6 separate regions of the Mus musculus genome follow, and regions 1, 2, 3, 4 and 5 are each linked to region 6. The links are chromatin contacts, called in public HiChIP or PLAC-seq and promoter capture Hi-C maps. All regions are on one chromosome and are shown on one strand. Each heading gives the region's core, a stretch centred on a gene start, on an enhancer-like site or on the middle of the called end of the contact. The rest is flanking DNA. Distances are from core to core; before and after follow the strand shown. Region 1 has its middle 21 kb from the start of Pdp2. Region 2 has its middle 15 kb from the start of Cmtm4. Region 3 holds the start of Psmb10 (proteasome (prosome, macropain) subunit, beta type 10). Region 4 holds the start of Edc4 (enhancer of mRNA decapping 4). Region 5 holds the start of Cmtm3 (CKLF-like MARVEL transmembrane domain containing 3). Region 6 holds the start of E2f4 (E2F transcription factor 4).

Evidence for each region. Promoter capture Hi-C pulls out the DNA fragments that hold promoters and counts their contacts. HiChIP or PLAC-seq counts read pairs in DNA pulled down with a chosen protein or histone mark.
Region 1: an H3K4me3 HiChIP or PLAC-seq map of craniofacial prominence shows a contact between it and region 6, with 5 times the contacts expected there. The contact joins the enhancer-like site here to the promoter of E2f4 in region 6. A contact is called at or near these places in 3 of 39 promoter capture datasets (the C10 cell line, cranial neural crest and liver), 6 of 115 datasets of contacts at active chromatin or transcription factors (astrocytes, bone marrow-derived macrophages, craniofacial prominence and 3 more) and 1 of 9 other capture datasets (adipose tissue).
Region 2: a promoter capture Hi-C map of embryonic stem cells shows a contact between it and region 6, with 5 times the contacts expected there. The contact joins the enhancer-like site here to the promoter of E2f4 in region 6. A contact is called at or near these places in 4 of 39 promoter capture datasets (the 3T3-L1 cell line, cranial neural crest, embryonic stem cells and 1 more) and 2 of 115 datasets of contacts at active chromatin or transcription factors (astrocytes and embryonic stem cells).
Region 3: a contact with region 6 is called in a FOXA1 HiChIP or PLAC-seq map of pancreatic cancer cells. The contact joins the promoter of Psmb10 here to the promoter of E2f4 in region 6. A contact is called at or near these places in 2 of 39 promoter capture datasets (liver and neural stem cells), 1 of 115 datasets of contacts at active chromatin or transcription factors (pancreatic cancer cells) and 1 of 9 other capture datasets (liver).
Region 4: a contact with region 6 is called in a promoter capture Hi-C map of liver, with 2.1 times the contacts expected there. The contact joins the promoter of Edc4 here to the promoter of E2f4 in region 6. A contact is called at or near these places in 2 of 39 promoter capture datasets (both in liver) and 2 of 115 datasets of contacts at active chromatin or transcription factors (effector CD8 T cells and pancreatic cancer cells).
Region 5: a promoter capture Hi-C map of pre-B cells shows a contact between it and region 6, with 4 times the contacts expected there. The contact joins the promoter of Cmtm3 here to the promoter of E2f4 in region 6. A contact is called at or near these places in 13 of 39 promoter capture datasets (the 3T3-L1 cell line, 3T3-L1-derived adipocytes, the HPC-7 cell line and 8 more) and 6 of 115 datasets of contacts at active chromatin or transcription factors (astrocytes, bone marrow-derived macrophages, craniofacial prominence and 2 more).

The regions. Positions count from the first base shown.
Region 1 is chr8:104,569,230-104,571,977 of GRCm38.p6, reverse strand. No RefSeq gene overlaps it. Among named protein-coding and RNA genes, the nearest start is that of Pdp2, 21 kb to the left of the region's middle. Within about 2 kb of position 1,352, at least 208 of the 459 cell types and tissues checked have an H3K27ac peak or open chromatin away from gene starts, as enhancers often do. A contact at or near this core is called in adipose tissue, bone marrow-derived macrophages, craniofacial prominence and 1 more, where this site is marked.
Region 2 is chr8:104,409,585-104,412,477 of GRCm38.p6, reverse strand. No RefSeq gene overlaps it. Among named protein-coding and RNA genes, the nearest start is that of Cmtm4, 15 kb to the right of the region's middle. Within about 2 kb of position 1,642, at least 62 of the 459 cell types and tissues checked have an H3K27ac peak or open chromatin away from gene starts, as enhancers often do. A contact at or near this core is called in embryonic stem cells and hippocampal neurons, where this site is marked.
Region 3 is chr8:105,937,074-105,940,229 of GRCm38.p6, reverse strand. It overlaps Psmb10 (proteasome (prosome, macropain) subunit, beta type 10), which reads left to right and starts at 1,838. Exons shown (of 8, transcript NM_013640.3): 1 at 1,838-2,275; 2 at 2,464-2,551; 3 at 2,639-2,736; 4 at 2,849-2,989. The coding sequence starts at 2,220. Lcat (lecithin cholesterol acyltransferase) reads left to right here. Exons shown (of 6, transcript NM_008490.2): 6 at 90-679. The coding sequence ends at 658.
Region 4 is chr8:105,879,179-105,882,139 of GRCm38.p6, reverse strand. It overlaps Edc4 (enhancer of mRNA decapping 4), which reads right to left and starts at 1,259. Exons shown (of 29, transcript NM_001301100.1): 1 at 982-1,259. The coding sequence starts at 1,063. It overlaps Nutf2 (nuclear transport factor 2), which reads right to left. Exons shown (of 5, transcript NM_026532.4): 5 at 1,738-2,961.
Region 5 is chr8:104,339,238-104,342,041 of GRCm38.p6, reverse strand. It overlaps Cmtm3 (CKLF-like MARVEL transmembrane domain containing 3), which reads right to left and starts at 1,448. Exons shown (of 5, transcript NM_024217.3): 1 at 1,147-1,448. The coding sequence starts at 1,293.
Region 6 is chr8:105,296,387-105,299,550 of GRCm38.p6, reverse strand. It overlaps E2f4 (E2F transcription factor 4), which reads right to left and starts at 1,888. Exons shown (of 10, transcript NM_148952.1): 1 at 1,676-1,888; 2 at 1,161-1,270; 3 at 855-1,016; 4 at 512-555. The coding sequence starts at 1,810. It also overlaps a transcript of Exoc3l not described here.

The sequences.
Region 1 (2,748 bases), core at 103-2,602, 730 kb after region 6:
AACTCTGCAGTACATGTGCATGACTGCCCCCCCCGACACATACATGCACATGGGTTTTTTTAATATTTATTTATTTATTATATGTAAGTACACTGTAACTGTCTTCAGACACTCCAGAAGATGGCATCAGATCTCACTACGGATGGCTGTTAGCCACCATGTGGTTGCTGGGATTTGAACTCAGGACCTTTGGAAGAGCAGTCGGTGTTCTTAACCGCTGAGCCATCTCACCAGCCCCCACATGTTTTTTTAAAATGTAAAAACTTTTACCTACTTTTATGTATATGAGTGTTTGCCCACATGTATGTATTTGTACCACATGTGTGCCTGGTGCCCTCAGAGGTCAGAAGAGAGCATCAGATTCCCCCCAGAACTAGAGTTACAAATGGTTGTAAGCAACCACAAAGGTGCTGAGGATTGTCTCCAAGTCCCCTCCAAGAGCAGTAAGTGCTCTTATCTGCCAAGACATCTCTCCAGTCCTATTAAAAAAAGAAAAGAAAAGAAAAAAACTAATACTCTAAAACTAAAAAAAACTAATTGGCAGTGACATAGTTGGATGGATTTTGCACTCCGAGTTGCAAATGACTCGTATCCTTTCTTGAAAATGAGTTTGGAGACGAGTGAAAGAACGGCCTTGGGAATTTGGCGTGGGTAGAGGAAGCAGGAGAGGCCCTTCTGAGTAGTTGAAGTATGGGTTCTGGCGGCACTTTCACTTGCAATATCTATAAGCAGAGGCTGCCAGAAGGGGGCGCCTCAAGCTCGCTCATCGAAAGGAAAACCTTCAGTGGCTCCTAGGTCATCAAGCAACGACCCCAATCCGTTTGTGCTATTTAACGAAACAGTAACTCTCCAGGAAATTGCGAGTGCCAGAGTTCCCTCTCTGCTTCTCCTAGGGAAGCCCTGGCTAGAGCAAGCCCGTAGGCAGCTCCAGGCATTGCGAGGGACCAGCTGGCAGCCTGGGATGTGCATGAGGATGGGGACGTGCAGGGTATCAACGTCCCAGCCTCCTCTGGCTGGAGTAACCCGGCCTTGGCCTGAGCAGTTGCACCCTGCATCTTGATGTAGGTAGAGCGTGGGGCTGGAATTGGCCAAGACAGAACGTGAAATAGAAAAGGCTGATTGTGACCAAGAAGAAAGGACGCGTTGATAATGGTCTGTGCTTTCCCCCTCCCTCCCTCATTGTGCTAGCCTGTTTATCTGTTAAGAAACGTTTAATGGGGCAGGAAGTTAACAATGCTTAGTTCTGGAGAATGAAACTGTAGGAACTTACACACTCTTTACGGTTTCATTTCGTTGACTACCTTGCCGTGGGGAGATACGGTGGAACACTGACTACTTCCCTAAGCTTGCACCGAGGAAATGGCTCAGGAGGGGGCTGAGAGCGCCCCCTGGCCCTGGGGATGGGGACTCTGTCTCTGTCTGATTCTGTCTCTGAGTTCCTCTTTGTGTGTGTGTGTCCGTCTGTCTATCTTTGTCTGTCTCTCTGTCTTTCTGTCTATCTCTGTCTGTCTCTCTGTCTCTCATACATATCCTTCCCTTCCCCTTCCTCCCTCCATTCATCCATCCCTCCTTCCTTCCCTCCCTCCCCTTCTTCTTCTTCTTCTTCTTCTTCTTCTTCTTCTTCTTCTTCTTCTTCTTCTTCTTCTTCTTCTTCTTCTCCTTCTCCTCCTCCTCCTCCTCCTCCTCGTCCTCGTCCTCGTCCTCCTCCTCCTCCTCCTCGTCCTCCTCCTTCTCCTCCTCCTCCTTCTCCTCCTACCCCTTCTTCTTCTTGTTTGGTTTTTTGAGACAGGGTTTCTCTATATAGCCCTGGCTGTCCTGGAACTCATTCTGTAGACCAGGCTGGCCTCGAACTCAGAAATCCACCTGCCTCTGCCTCCCAAGTGCTGGGATTAAAGGCATGGGCCACCATGCCCTCCTCCTCCTCCTCCTCCTCCTTCTTCTTCTTCTTCTTCTTCTCTCTCTCTCTCTCTCTCTCTCTCTCTCTCCCCCCCATCTCTCTCCCCCCGTCTCTCTCTCTCTCTCTCTCTCTCTCTCTCTAGAGGTCAGAAGATTTGCAGTTTTCTCCTTTCACCACCTAAGTGGAACTCAATTCCTCAGGCTTATAGGTAAAAGCCTTTACTATCTGAGCCCTCTAGTGGCTGGGTGCAGCTGTTGTCCTCTGGGAAATCAGGGAAGACTCTTTCCTGTAAGACTTTGGAAGAGATCTAAATTTAGAAAGGAAGAACATTTCCTACAGAGCAAACAGCAGGGGCAGAGGTCCTGACCTGGGACACCTTGGATTCTATGGTCATTCCTGCCTGCTCTGTCTCCAAGCGGGGGGGCCAGGACTGGATAAGATTTAAGAGCACAACTCCTCTGTGCTTCCTCTGAGTTCTGCTCTTGTTGGACTTGATACCACAAAATGCTCTAAGATAAAGAGCCATGGCCCACTCCTTGGAAGGAGCGGCAGTTGGATGGATTTCTGCTTACTATTCCCAGTTACACAATGGCCTGGTTCAGGCTCTGGGGAATCCTGCAGCAAACGAATTCCATCCCACCTCACAGAAGTCTGAATGTTTCATAGAGGAATACCTTCTTAGTGGTGAAGCCTCTGACATCTATGAGCTCATGCACTTTATGTTTGGTAAGGTGCCTGTTGTGATTTTAGTTACTGTTATTAATGTGTCTCACTGTCCAGGCTGACCTTGGCCTGGCTATGTAGTCCAGGCTGGCCCCCAGCTCATGATCCTCCTGCCTCCATCCCCTAAG
Region 2 (2,893 bases), core at 393-2,892, 890 kb after region 6:
ACCTTCTTTGACTTAAACTTTTTTTTTTCTGCCCTCCTTTCTTTTCTTGTGCAATAGTTAAGACAGTCGAATTTTTGCCACAAGAGCAACTGAACTCACCAGTGCCCACCAGTAGCTCTGACCTAGGCACAGAGGAAAGTGAGGTAAACATTTATCTGCAGGTGGCCGCAGGCCTTGGTCACCCAACACAGTCTCCATTTAGCTGCTCTGCCAGATAGTTCCCACTGCCTTCGGAACCCTCATGGGATTTGGCCAGACTGGGACAGCTGCAGGAAAGGAAAACTAGCCCACAGCTGCAGCCTGGACACCTGGACTGCCTCAGTCACGGACCCAGACTTGAGTGTGAGTCTTGGCCCCAGAAGTTGACAGTTGAGTGGTTTGGGGAAGTCCCTTGGCTTCTGGTGAGTGTCATCCTCCAAAGAAGAGAAAATCTCACCTGCCACTCAGGGAGACCCTAAGTATCCTAGCAATGCACAGTGTCCTGAAATGTGTGTCAAGGACACAGGTCAGAACTTTTGAAAGGGCTTAGAGATGGTGACAAAGAGCCAGGGAGGAAGTCACTGGCCAGGATCACACAGGAGCAGAGCTGGGGACATGAATCTCAATGTCTCTTTGATATGGCCTTCTCCCTAGGTTGCATGCTTTCTATCCCAGGCTGAACAATGTCAAATACCAGGCCTTAAAACTGAAGAAATAAATTGCTAGTTCAGACTGAGCAAAGATAGCTATTTTAGGGAAGATAGGCTCTCAGCGAATCACAAGATCCATCACCTGGGCAACTGCCTGCTTTCATGGGCAAGGCAGCTCTCTGCCATCTGCATGCGTGGGCATCTGGATATGTGGATATATATGTAGTCCTGTGCCTCCTTCCTGCCTCTCTGGGGAGCTATGGTCACCTTCCAAGGACTCATGGACCCGGGCTGCAGATACTTAAGATGCTAGTAATAGAAAGGTGAACATGGAGCCCACTCAGTCCAGACTGAGACCAAGGTCTCTGAGGCTACAAGTAAACTCCATAACTCCCACACTCGAAAGCTAGAATCTTTACAGGTCCCTTCTCCCCCCTCACCCCCCACAACAATTTGGTCCTAAGGCCTTTCGTCGGGTGGTGCATGGGAGATGGCTACCTGTGGGTATGATGGGAAACTGTGGAGCCCTGGAGCAGGTGTTTGAGACTTCAGTAGGTGAAAAGCCATTTCCTGTGTTTGGGAGTGGAAGGCCTGGCATAGAGTGTTAGCCACTGCCATAGGAAAAAGAAGCACCCTCCTGCAAGACTTCAGAGCTGAAACAAGCTGAGAAGGACAAAGCCACGGAGTTGACCTGATTCAGGATGCGATGATGAATACTGCCAATTTGATGGGATCTAGAATCGCTAAGGAGACAAGCCTCTGATGTGCCTGTAAGGGATTATCTTTATTAGGTTAATTGAGATGGGAACGGCCCATCCTGAATGTGTGCAGTACTGTTCCCTGGGCTGGAGAACTGGTTTGCATAAAAAAGAAAGCTACAGGATCTACTGGCATATGCTTTTAACCCTCAGGAGGCAGAGGCAAGGAAATCACAGGAATTTGAGGTCTGCCTGCTCTGCAGTATGACTAACCAGGCTAACCAGGACTGCATAGTGAGAGATCTAGTCATAAAGGAAAAAAGGGAGGTGGGGATGGGAGTGTGGGTGGCGAGATGGCTCAGCAGGGTACTGGCTGCATGGCTGCATCTCCAAAGGACCAAGTTCGGTTGGCAGAACCCATGTGGCAGCTCACAACCATCTGTAACTCTAGTTCCAGGGCGATCCAACACCCTCTTCTGGCTTCTGTGGGCACAATGCATGCATGTGCTATGCTTACATACATGAGGCCAAAACACCCGCACACACAATAAAATAGTAGAAGAATTTTTTTTTTTATTAAAAAAAAAGGGCTGGTGAGATGGCTCAGTGGGTTAGAGCACCCGACTGCTCTTCCGAAGGTCCAGAGTTCAAATCCCAGCAACCACATGGTGGCTTACAACCATCCGTAACGAGATCTGACTCCCTCTTCTGGAGTGTCTGAAGACAGCTACAATGTACTTACATATAATAGATAGATAGATAGATAGATAGATAGATAGATAGATAGATAGATAGATAGATTAATTAATTAATTTTTTAAAAAAGGAAGGCTGGGGCAGTGGTGGCACACACCTTTAATCCCAGCAGTTGGGAGGCAGAGGCAGGCAGATTTCTGAGTTCAAGGCCAGCCTGAACTGGAGTTCCAGGACACCCAGGGCTACACGGAGAAACCCTGTCTTGAAAAACCAAAACAAAAAAGAAGAAGAAGGAGGAGGAGGAGGAGGAGAAGGAAAGAGAAGGAGAAGAAAGCTGATCGCTTGCAGCCATTTTTCTCTGCTACCTTGATCAGTGGCCTCCAGTTCATTGCTAGGGATAACTTGCCGTGATGGACTATCAACCCTTACACTGTAAGTTGAAATAAACTTAGGTTGCTTTTGTCAGGGTGTGCACATGTATGTAGTACAGCCAGATATGGGTGTGTGATCCAGAGAGGGGAGAGCCAGCCATGTGACGGACATCCATATAATGATGAGGGTGTGGCAGTGAGGATGGGAAAGTGTGCTCTATAGAGACAGTGGGCCAGCAAACTCACGCAGGATGATCAGGCATCTCTCTCAGGGCCAGAGGAGGGAGAGGGTGGGATGGGTAATCAAAAGAGGGCAAACTGCAGTGAACCCTGTGGTGGTGGACTGGAATGAAGCCAGCCAGTGTGAACTCAGGCAGGAAGGCAATTAGGCATAAACGTGTGGAGCTACCTTAGCATCCTACACTGAAAGGGCCATGAAGGAGCAGCAAAGGCCATATGTACCAAGCAAGGCAGCTGCCTTACTATACACAAGGTCTTGG
Region 3 (3,156 bases), core at 589-3,088, 640 kb before region 6:
TGTGGCAGAAACAAGGTGGAGTGCTTTTGCCGAGGTAAACTGTGGACCAGGCCCAGCTCCCTGTCCCACCTTGTTCTCCCCTGTCCTAGGTGACAACCAGGGCATCCCCATCCTGTCCAACATAAAGCTGAAAGAGGAGCAGCGCATAACCACGACTTCCCCCTGGATGCTCCCAGCCCCTCACGTGTGGCCTGAAGACCATGTGTTCATTTCCACACCAAACTTCAACTACACCGTCCAAGACTTTGAGCGTTTTTTCACAGATCTGCATTTTGAAGAAGGCTGGCACATGTTTCTTCAGTCTCGTGACCTACTGGAGCGCCTCCCCGCACCTGGTGTAGAAGTATATTGTCTCTACGGTGTGGGCAGACCCACACCCCACACCTACATCTATGACCACAACTTCCCCTACAAAGACCCCGTGGCTGCACTCTATGAAGATGGGGACGACACCGTAGCCACCCGCAGCACTGAGCTCTGTGGCCAGTGGCAGGGCCGCCAGTCGCAGCCCGTACATTTGCTGCCCATGAACGAGACAGATCACCTCAACATGGTCTTCAGCAATAAGACACTGGAGCATATCAATGCCATCCTACTGGGTGCCTACCGCACTCCTAAGTCGCCAGCTGCCAGCCCAAGTCCCCCACCCCCTGAATAAAGACCTAGCTGTTATAAATAAGTGCAGGGTGTTTGTTATGGGTTAAGGGGAAGGCACTACTAGGTTCCTTAGATAACCTGCATCACCTGGCTGATGCATGCTTGATCTGGGCTTAGGGGAACACGGGGTTCAGTGGGCTTTGCTAAGGCCCCAGACTGGACTGACTTTGAGATATGTAAATAGATTTTCATTGTCCTAGTTGAGCTGCTCAGGAAGCTTGCTCTGTGGCTTCCTTCTTAGGGGCCCAGGACAATATTCAGATCTGGGTATATGGCTGTTAGAATGGGGACACAGAGAAATAGGATTTGAAGTCGACTTTTGAGTTCTGGTTGGATACAGAAATTTATAATAAAGCATGGTGGTGCACGCCTTCAACTCAACACTTGGGAGGCAGAGGCAGGCAGATCTCTGTAGGCCACTCTGATACACACAGTTCCAGGACAGCCAAGACCACAGAGATTCTGTCCCCAAAACACAAACAAATAAATAGAATTTAAGATATTGGGGCTGGGGATTGTTAATGTAAGAACTTGGATTCCATGACAGCCGGAGCTATACAGAGAAAACCTGTCTCGAAAAAACAAACAAATAAATGGGGCTAGAGAGATGGCTCAGCGTCTGTTGAAAGAAGCTGTTTTTCCAGAGGACCCTGGTTCAATACCCAGCACCCACATGGCTGCTCACAAGTGTCTGTAACTCCAGTTTTAGGGGAGCTGACACCTCACACAGACATGCAGGCAAAACACCAACGCACATAAAATAAGCCATAAAAAAATTAAAAAATTAGGGCCACGTGGTGGTACACATGCCTTTAATCTTCTCATCCAGGCCAACCTTGTCTACAGAGCTTATTCCAGGGCAGACAGGGCTACACTCAACTACACTGAAAAACAGTTTTTCAAGCGCCCCCCCCCCCCAAAAAAAAAGTTTAGGATCTGAAGAAAAGACAGTTCATCTAAAGAAGATTTAATGTGAGACATTAGAGAGAGAGAGAGAGCAAGCACTCAGAAGTTAAGAGCATTTTTTTGCACTTGGAGAGGACCTGAGTTTGGTTCCCAACGCCCACGTGGTGGCACGCCCACATGGTGGCTCATGATCATCTGTAACTTCAGTTCCAGGGAATCTGATGCCCTCTTCTGACCTTGGTGGGCATGTGGCATGCACATACCACATTCACTCACACACATAACTAAGCCTGCAAGGGCTTCATTTCTACTTACTTTTAAGGGGTTATGTGTGTGAGTGTTTTACCTGAATACATGTATGTGCCTGCAGTGCTCAGGGGGTGTCAGCAGAGATGGGAATGGAGGATCTAAGGCGCACCATAGGTCTGGCAAGGAGTGTAATAGCCCCTTCCTCAAGTTATCTGGGACTAGCAGCAAAGACGAAAGTGAAAGAGAAGATGCACACAGCAGCCAACAGCCTCTGAACTAGGGTGGGGGTGAAAGCGAAAGTAGGAAGCGTCCGGAAAAACCCCACAGAAGCCAGGACAGACGCCTCTGCTCCCCCTGGCTGATCCACTCATCGAGACCCCCGCATTCTCACTTGGCCTTCCTGCGAGATGCTGAAGCAGGCAGTGGAACCCACAGGAGGCTTCTCTTTCGAGAACTGCCAGAGGTGAAAGGGGAGTGGAGTTCTAGTCACGAACTGCTGGTGCCTTGTTTTATTGGTGGAGTGGGGGAACCCTATGTTGGGTGACCAAGTAGGGGCTTAAGCCAGGAGATGAGTAGAAATGGGTTTGGGGACCGGTTCAGGGACCCTCCCTTGATGCAGAACTGAAACGCGAGTCACCCCAATGTTTCCAGGAATGCGTCCTTGGAACACGTCCTTCCGGGACTTCGGGTTCCTCATGCACGCAAGACCGGGACTACCATCGCGGGGCTTGTGTTCCGAGTAAGCGGGGTGATAAGGGCTGGAGGGCTAGAAGGGCAGCCACTGCGGAGATCAGGTGGGCATTAAGGCTGGGCTCTGCCTCTGCAGGATGGAGTCATCCTGGGAGCGGACACGCGGGCCACTAACGATTCGGTTGTGGCGGACAAAAGCTGCGAGAAGATCCACTTCATCGCCCCTAAAATCTAGTCAGTATGCCCCGGACCAGTCCCCATATTCAAACATAAGCTGCACTGTCGCTCACTCCCTACTTTGTCCCTGCACGTCCCTGTCCACATCCACCATCCCTTTGTCCCTTAGCTGCTGTGGGGCTGGAGTAGCTGCGGACACTGAGATGACTACGCGGATGGCAGCTTCCAAGATGGAACTACATGCGCTGTCCACCGGCCGTGAGCCTCGGGTGGCCACGGTCACCCGTATCCTGCGCCAGACGCTTTTCCGGTGAGCAAGTGGGGCTAAGATGACCCCTAAACGGGGTATCTGCAGGTGGGTGGAGTTGACAGGAGGCGGGACGTGGAGTGGGGGGGAGCGGGGCTGCGACCTGCAGGGAGACCGGAAGAAGACAGACCAAGCTGAGTTCCGGAAGAGGCAGCGTCAATTGCAGGACG
Region 4 (2,961 bases), core at 10-2,509, 580 kb before region 6:
CTTCTCAGTATGTACACCATTATCTCTGGTCAACCACCTCAATGTTCAAACGTCTCTGAATCGCACGGAAACATCTCATTTTTATACATACTATTTCCTTTTTGTAATATGTGTCTTCCACATAAGTGCCTCGAGGACTTTTCCTGGTATTCAATCTCCTGTCTATAGTATCCAAACTAGCCCTAACAGTCTCCTCTCAAACCAGCCCTCTATCTCCCTCACCGTTATTTCCCCATTCCCATCAAAGTACCCTGACCATCCTTTTACAATAACATTATATTACAATGCTGGTGGCCTTCTGTCCTGGGAACTCTCATCTGGGAAGAGTAGCCCCAAGGAGGATACTGGGAGCCTAAGTAAAACTCGAATGAATTGGGAACATATGGGCTTGCTGACGTTTGGAACCTAATCTAACCTCATCAGAGCCTGTCTGTGATCTGCCTTCAATCCAGGAGAAACATGCTTTTGGGGTTGTCCACCTTTTGCCAGAAAATCGTTTTCAGAGCAACACCTGGCCTGGGAGTATACACTTTTGGGGGGAAGCCAAGTTGCAGGGTGGGCACAGAGGCTCTTCAGCAGATCACTTAATTCTAGGCCTAGAACTCGCTAAACCGACACTGCACCAGGCCTCTGAACCCTGGCGAGGAGGGATACGGGGCCAGTTCTCAAAGCACTGAAATTTGGAGGCAAGGAAACCAGATGGATTGAGTGGATTCCGAGGAGAGCGCCATACCTTCAGCCAAAACACTTAAGAACAAGGCAGAATGGTCTGGCATAGGATGGGGAGGGGTAACACCCAGGGGTCTGCGCCATTCTCTGGATATACCCAGGGATCATCCATGACTCCAATTCCTGTCCTCCGCAATCAAACCGGAGGATCCCGAGTCTGGCTAATGGAGCCTATGGCACCCGAAAACGGTTCAGATCCACGCCATACGTCCACCACTTCGCTAAGAGCCTACACACCCCATCCCGGCTCACCTCCGGCGGGCCGGTCCAGTTTGAGTATGTCCCGCAGATGCTGCGTGGCGTCCTCAATGTCGATGCTCGCGCAGGAGGCCATGGGCCCAGCCACGAGAGTCCTGCTCGCCCGACGTTAGTTCCTCTACCTCCGCAGTGTCCAATTTCGCCCAGCCACGACCCCGCTAGAGAGGAGACAGAGCACTACACAAAACCTAGCCGCAGTTCGCAAACCGCCGCCCGGACTGCGTCCGTGAGCCCTGCCAACCCCACCAACCGCCTCCACTTCCGGTCCCACTGACCTTCGCTCCCGGAACCTACAACTACCGCAGAAGAAAGGTTCCGAGCTCAAGGAGCCCCAGTTCCTATCAGAGGCAGCCTCCGTAGGCTGCTTGCTCCTGGCTAGCCCAGTAGTGGCTAAACTTCACAAGACTGAGAAAGAGTAAATGTACTCAGCATTGGACTGCCTAAAACCCTACCATCTCTGGAGATCTAACCCAGGTCCTAGGCCATTCTGATGAACTGGATAATGGTACAACAAAGCCAACTTTACCACTCAGGTAGTAACTTTTCAGACCTTAAATAAGGTGAACTGGTAAGGGTCTGTTCCCCCGCTTAGGAGTAAGCAAGACCAAGACATCTTCGAGGTCATTAGCCCCAGGAGATGCAAGGGCAAGGGAGATAGTTTCTACCCCCAAAACTGTCATTGTTACCAACTGTCCCCAGTAACCCCTTGTCCCACACGGTAACTTCACGTTAGGAATAAAGAGACCATAGTTTACAAACACCTCTTTATTGCAGACATTTCAGGCACAGGTACATGGAAGAAGCTGTATTGCAGATTTTATACAGGGTGGATTAAGAGGCAGCTGGCATCTACCTCTCTCCCACCCCTACTTCCCCCAATACACAGCAGCTAGAGATCAATCCCACTGGAACCTTCTGTGTAGCGTCCAGGACTATGCTGGTCTAACCAGGCAACCTGTGGAGTATGTGGAAATCTTTACTCTCCCCTCACAATGCAGGAGAGCAGGGAGAAGGGCATGTTCAGGTGTGCCTAGCCAATCCTAAACCCCAAATCCTGGGCTTGGTTCTAGCTTGCAGTTGCTATTTTAGTAGCTTTATACTATCCAGAGGTCTCAAGGATGAAAAGCTATATCGGTACTGAGCAAGACCTGTGCCCAGACTAAGAAACAGGGCAGAAACTGCCATACTAGTTAAGATTTCCTGGGATTTGAAGAGTGTATGGGGTATGTGGAAAGTAGGAAGATGGTGTGTAAATGCCCTGCACAGGTCTTGAGGGGAGAGTTAGAGCACTCCTTCACACTGCTTCCTTCCAGTGTGGAATTTATACTCCACCTAATGGCGCCTGGCTCTGATATCCCAAGCAGGCAGCACAGCATCTCTCGCTTTGCTTGGGGAATGTGGGCATCTGCATGTCACTTATTTTGGGTATAGAGCAGGCCCCTACATTTAGGACTTCAACCCAGAGGGTATAAATATGGGAAGCCATATTTGCTAAGGCCTTTCTAGCTGCTACAGAATATCTACCCTGCTACTAGACCCAAATCTACAGAGCAGAGGCCACAGGTGGTATCAGACAGAGCTGACTGAAGAGCCTTCAGTCCAAGAGAAGCTTCAGGCCAGGCCTGCGTTCCAAAACCCTGGGGCTGGAGAGAACTCTGCCCCGGCCCGCAGACATGCGAGCTTAGCCACTTGAGTGAATCTGCTCCTTGCAGTAGGTTCTGTTGAGGTGAGGCAGATGGGGGTGGGGAAAGTGAGACAATGGGCTGGAACTGTTGATGCCCAGCCAACTACTTAACTAATTAAAACAATTTAAACTGTTAAGAAAATTTTTGTGGTTTTATTGTATCATGAGGCATTGAAACATCTGAACAAATCAATATCTGGGCGGTTGGTGAGGCAGCTGCTTTCTCCTTCACTTCTTTGGGTTACTAGAGCAACTTGTCAGTAGATTAAAAAAACAAAACAAAACAAAAA
Region 5 (2,804 bases), core at 199-2,698, 960 kb after region 6:
ACTACCCTTCATATTTTCTTAGGCCTGTCTTTCTGGCACCCAGCTAGGGCAAGGACATCTTGTGACTTCTGGTTGGCACTCACTCCTTTTCCATGAAGGGGTACTGGGCAGGTAGGACTGAAGCCAGTGGCCAGTAGATTCAAAGACCCGCCCCACGCCTCCCAGAGGCTTCCAGAGATCTGAAACGGCCAGAAAATGGGCTCTAGGTCCGCTTGGCACCTCATTTAGGAACAAAGTATTAGGTTCTACCGGAGACCTCAGGGTTGATGCTCCTTAGTAGGTCCTGGGGTACAACGGAGAGGTCCTGGGGCAGAACCCCCCTTTTGCCCTCAAGGATATCCTCAAGGTCACTGGATGAGTCACCTGCCAAGTTTCCTAGCAGTTAAAGACACTGTCTCTCCTATCCCCAACTCGAAGTGGGAGCAGGTCGGATATTAAGTTGCTAGGTATCTGAGCAACAAGTGGCTGTCACTATGGTCTGTTTCCTCCTTCCACCGTCCCTCCTCCCACCCCTCTCCCCATCTCCATAGGCTCCATGCCAGTTCCCGCCCCACACGTGATGATGAGTGTTGGGAGGACAAAGGAGACCTTCCTATCCGGGTGGGGACAAGCAGGGAGGAGGAAGGAGTACAGCGCGGGAGGGGGGAAGGAGGGCATGAAGTCACCCCGCAGGCTCGCCACCCTGAAACAGTGGTCCGCCTGTGTCTTCACTACGTGGCCCCTGCCTCACCCACTCCCCGGGGGCACATCCCACTCCGTAGGATCTTCACCACACAGGCGGCTAGGTCTCAGCCTAGGAGGTGGGAGGGTGTGCAGGGCGGGCGAGGCCAGAAGAAGCTTAGCGAGCGCAGCAGTCCCGGGGACTCAGAGAGGGCGGAGGCGCTCGAGGTCACACAGCAGCCGAGCTGCGGCTCCAGCGGGGACCAGGACCCCAAACCCTTGACTTCTGGTCCCTTTCGAGGGCCTCGCAGACTGGAGAATCCGGGAAGAACACGGCTCGGGCCTGATTCTGACTCGAGCTCCGCTACAGAGAAGTCGTAGCAAGCTTGGGGGCGGTGGTCCAAATTCTCCTGGGCTGGAGGTGCAAGGCCCCAGGCTGGGGCGCGGGTACCGGGCTTCACGCACCCGGGGAGCACACGCACTCACCGACTCGGCCAGCAGGAGGCGGCCTTTGAGAGAGCAGAGGAAGGCGCGCGCGGGCAACAGGGCTCGGAGTCCCGGCACTGTCCTGCCACTTCGGGGGCCATGCGCGGACTCTGGATCGGGCTCTGGCTCTGCGTCCGGGGGCCACATAGCGGCGCTATCTGGTCGAGCCTGGGCCTCACTGCCTCACCCACCGCCCTGGAGGGAAGCGGAAACCCGCTGTGCGGAAGAAGAAAAAGTGGAGTTAGACTAGGCCGGGGACTCATCCTCCGCTGTCCCGCCCACCTCCCCCATCCCCACCCACAACTGCCCCTCGAACCCTGCCCCGCCCATCCTCCCTCCGACCATTCTCTACGCAGCCCCCGTGTTCCGTGGACGCTGCCTTACCCATCCGTCCTGTGGATCCTCCCATCTCCTCCTCCCCCACTCCCCCTCTGCCTACGTCCTGCCCATATCCTGCTCCATCCTTCCAACCACTCCTCATTGCCCCTCAGATGTAGTCCAGTCTGTCTCTCTCTGTCTTCTCTATTTCCACTTACTTCCTCTGCCTCTTCACTAGCCTTAGGATCCTTCCCTGCACCTTGTCCTTTCATTCTCAGTTCCCCCTCGATCCTGTCCCGCCCACCAACCCCGGCGCACCCCACAGTCCCTCCGACCCTGCTCTTCTCACTTCCCCACCCATGAATCTTTGCACTACACTGCCCCTCCGACTATCCTTGGCCCTCTATCCTCCGGTCACTTCTCATTCTTCACCCCCTCTACTGCCCCCCCCCACCTCCTTTACCTGCCCCACCTATCTTCTGCCCCATTCTCGCACCCCTTCCCATGCAGCCTTCTAGCACCTACCTCCCCACCTCCCGCACTCACTATTTCTGCTACGTCCCGGGGTGACACAGATTCTGTACCCAGATCCTCCCAGTCCCCTCGCACTCCAGCTCTCTGTTTGCTCTGTGTGGCTGGCCTGGAGTCTTCTTTTGTCGTTTGACTCCTTACCCCCCCCCCCCCCCCCCCCGTCCTGACTGACACAGACCCACTTATCTGCCCTGAGCGCCCCCTAAAGCGACCACCTGTCCTTGCTCAGCGGTTCTGCTCTTTAAGCTCGAAGTAACTTACTGCCTAGACAACTCCAGGACAGGGACACTGCCCCCATACCCCACCCCCATCTCCGCTAAGTCCTCTCCAGGCTTGGCTCTAACCAGGCGAGATCAGTTCTTTCAGAGTGCTTTCCCCTTCTTGGCTCCTCTCAGAGTTTTCCTACTACTTCCCAGGCCACCCTCCCGCTAGTTCTTGGCTTGCCCATCTTCCTCTATTTTACAGGCCACGCTCCTGTCAGGCCTCAGCCAGCCCATCCTCCTTCCTGGCCTCTTTCGTTAGCTGCCCAAGGCTTGGGTTCGTTCTGTGCTGGACTAACCAGAGATCTGGAATTATCCTTGTTCTCCCCCACGGCTAGCCCATCATGGATGCTCTCTTAATACCACTAAGTCTGCACTCCTGCCCCATTAACTATCGTGAGGCTCTTTAAGAGACTAATGCTTTCTTCCTTGTCACCCGGATGCGCTAAGATCACTAGTCATGATCCCTCCCACTGCACCCTCAGGAAAATTGATGCTTCCTCTTGCCACGGGGACTTTGTACATCTGTCCTTTCTAACAGTGTGTGTG
Region 6 (3,164 bases), core at 639-3,138:
GCACTAAACTGCTCTTCAAATCCCAGCAACCACATGGTGGCTCACAACCATCCGTAATGAGATCTGACACTCCCTCTTCTGGAGTGTCTGAAGACAGCTACAGTGTACTTACATATTATAATAAATGAGTAAATCTTAAAAAAAAAAGGAACAATTCGTATATACATAGTGGGACTAAGTACAAATTAGAAACAGACACCACCGACCCCTACATACAAGTATGTAAGATTGTGCACACAAGTTACATGTACAAATTCTTTTTGTTCCTCTGTGCCACTATATTGCCCAAGAACCAAACTCAGAGAACACTGCTGATAAGGGCAAACCCAGGGACACACTGGGGACTCTTGTACCCTACAGAGTCCCAGTGACTTCCAAACTGACACCTGCTGCCTGTTTCTCTTTAAGTAGGCATCACGAACCTTCGAGAGCTGGAACTTCTTTTTGGACCATGGGTCCATGACTTAGCTCAGCCCCACCCCCCACCTCCCTCTACCCAGGCTCCGCTCACCAGCAAAGCATCTGCAGATGTCTTCATGAGTCACGTAGGCCAAGGTGTGGGGGTTAAGGAGAACAGCTGAGGCTTTTTTTTGTGCCAGATGGCAGACCACAGAAGAGACCCAATGTTTCAGCCTATGCCTTCCACACAGCCCTCAGAGGAAATTTCTGGAACCTGGGGTCCAGGTGGGTAAGGATCATGGGCTAAGGCTGGAAGAGACTGGAGCCTCCCGTCTGAATCTGACCAGGGGTTGCTGGAGCATTCTTTTAAGAGGTACAGGACCCAGAGCGCCACAGAGCAAAACCAGCTGAGCGCCCCTTGCCCACTCCCCGAGGCAGGGACTGGCAGAGGATATCAGCTGTTCTGGACGTCCTCAGTGACATTCCGGATGCTCTGCTGCACCCACACCTTGTGCTGGTCCAGTTCTTGCTCTCGTTGCTGCAGCTCCTCGATCTCTGCCTTGAGCTCAATCAGCTTGTCAGCGATCTCCCGGGTATTGCAACCTGGCCCGACGCCCCTGAACCATGGGATTGAGAGACTGAGCGTGGGATCCCTAAGATCTCTGGGTGCCAGACCCCAACTCTCTCCTATAAACATCACCATCCCCTCCCAACCCCAACACCCCTGACACTTCTGCCCTCCCCAAACAGCCCACACTCACTTCCACTGGATGCTGTTCTTGGATTTCTTCTCGATCAGACCGATGCCTTCCAGCACGTTGGTGATGTCGTAGATCCGCCGTTTCTGGCGCACAGCAAGAGTGTCGGCTGCCTGGCAGGTAGAACAGAATGGAGAATGGAGCCCCACTCTTAAAAAGTGTGCACCCTGAGATGTTTAGTCTGGAATGGGAGGTAGTCTTATGTCCCAACCCTGGCGTTCCTTCCAATCACTCCGCGAGTGTGTCGGGAAGAGTCTTGGCTTAGCTGTGTTCTGATGCTCGGCTCCCTGTCCTAGTCGCCAAGGGCCACGAGGGCCTGCACCTGCAGCCGGGACCCAGACAGAGCTGAGGCTTAATGGCTTCGGTGAATGGAAACAACCTCCCGCCTCTCTCATCAGGGTGAGAAAGCACACGGATGGCGGCCGGAGGACTCAGTGGGGCCGCCCCGCTGGCTTCCCGCTCCCGGTCCAGGCCTGGTGCCCCCATCTCCCCAGTCGCCCCCTCGGCCCGGAGCGCACCAGCTTGAGGTCAAGCACGCCGTCCTTGGCTTCCTGCAAGAGCGACACGAACTTGGTGGTGAGAAGTCCCAGACTCTTCTCGTGCCGGCTTGGAGTCCCCGGGGGCGGCGGCGCCTGTGGCCCGGCCTCCGCCATCGCGCCCGCCCGCCGCCTCCCCTCAGCCAGGCCAGGCGAGGCCGGCGGCGGCGCCACTTCCGCTTCCGTTCCTAGTCGCCGGGCCACCGGAGCTATCAAGGCTGCTTCCGCTTCCGTCTCGCGCCTTCCCAGGGTATCTGGTGCAACTCCCGTCTGCTGATCCGGACGCAAAACTCCGGGGGACCGTCGGCAAATGTATCATTAGCAAAGGAAACCAAAACAACTCCTTAGGGCAGCTAGGAAACCTGAAAAAATTGTATGGTAGGAAATGGAAGAAGTTAGTGAGCAGTACCGGCAGTTGAGAAGCGAGAACCACCCGACTCTTCCTTGCTAAGCTGCTTCTAGACTACTAACTGCCTGAACATTCCATCCAGGGAAGGGAAGCCATAAGCCACAAGCTTAGCCTATTTGCTTAAAACTTATTCTAAAGGCTTCCCTGATGTTCAGAGATAATTCCTGCTGTTCCTGTTACTTCCTGCCAAAACAGCAAGCACTAACAATAAATAGCTTGCATACTTCTATCTCTTATTTCGTTCCAGCATCATTTTTCGCTGGCCTCCATGCTACATACAGTTCACAGTGGCCAGGAGTCTTATTTCCAACCACTACTTAGTCCATGCAAAGGTGTTTGCCTGCGTGTGAATATAAGCAAAGCCTTTAAGGCATTTTCTGACACATGGGAAGAACTGTGTGTTTGCAAGTCTCATTTATTTTTGCAGTTTTTAAAGGTTTATATTATTATTATCATCATCATCATTATTATTATTGTGTGTGTATGTGTTTATGTTTGTCCACATGTGTGCAGGTGCTCAAGGAGGTTTAGAAGAGGGTGTCAGATCTCTGGGAGCTAGAGTTAACAGGCAGTTATTATTAGCTGCCGTGTAGGTGCTGGGAACTGAAGCCCTGTCCTCTGCAAGAGGAGCAAGTGCTCTGAGCCTCTGAGCCATCTTACCAGCTTGCAAGTCTTATTTATTTTTAACAGTGTTATCACTTATGGTTATGTCTTTATGACGGTCAGTCCCTCTAGGACACAAATTGCCTTCCCCAAATTGATTGATGATTCACACTTGTGAGAAAGCAGACTTCGGAAGCTCTAGTTATAATGGAGCCTGAAGTTGGGGTAGTCTTCCTGAGGTCTTAGCTGTCAACCCTTCTGACAGTAGGAAGTGAGGGTCTATTATGATGGGTGGATTTGGGTGGTGCTCCATTATATCTAGTGTCCTCCCTAGCTCCCCATCACTTACAGGAACAATGTAGCTTTTTGGATCCCTAACTGCCATCTCTCACTATTCTTTTGCCTCACCACATGTGATCTTTCCCCTACCAAGGCATATACCATCTGTGGTTCTCAGAC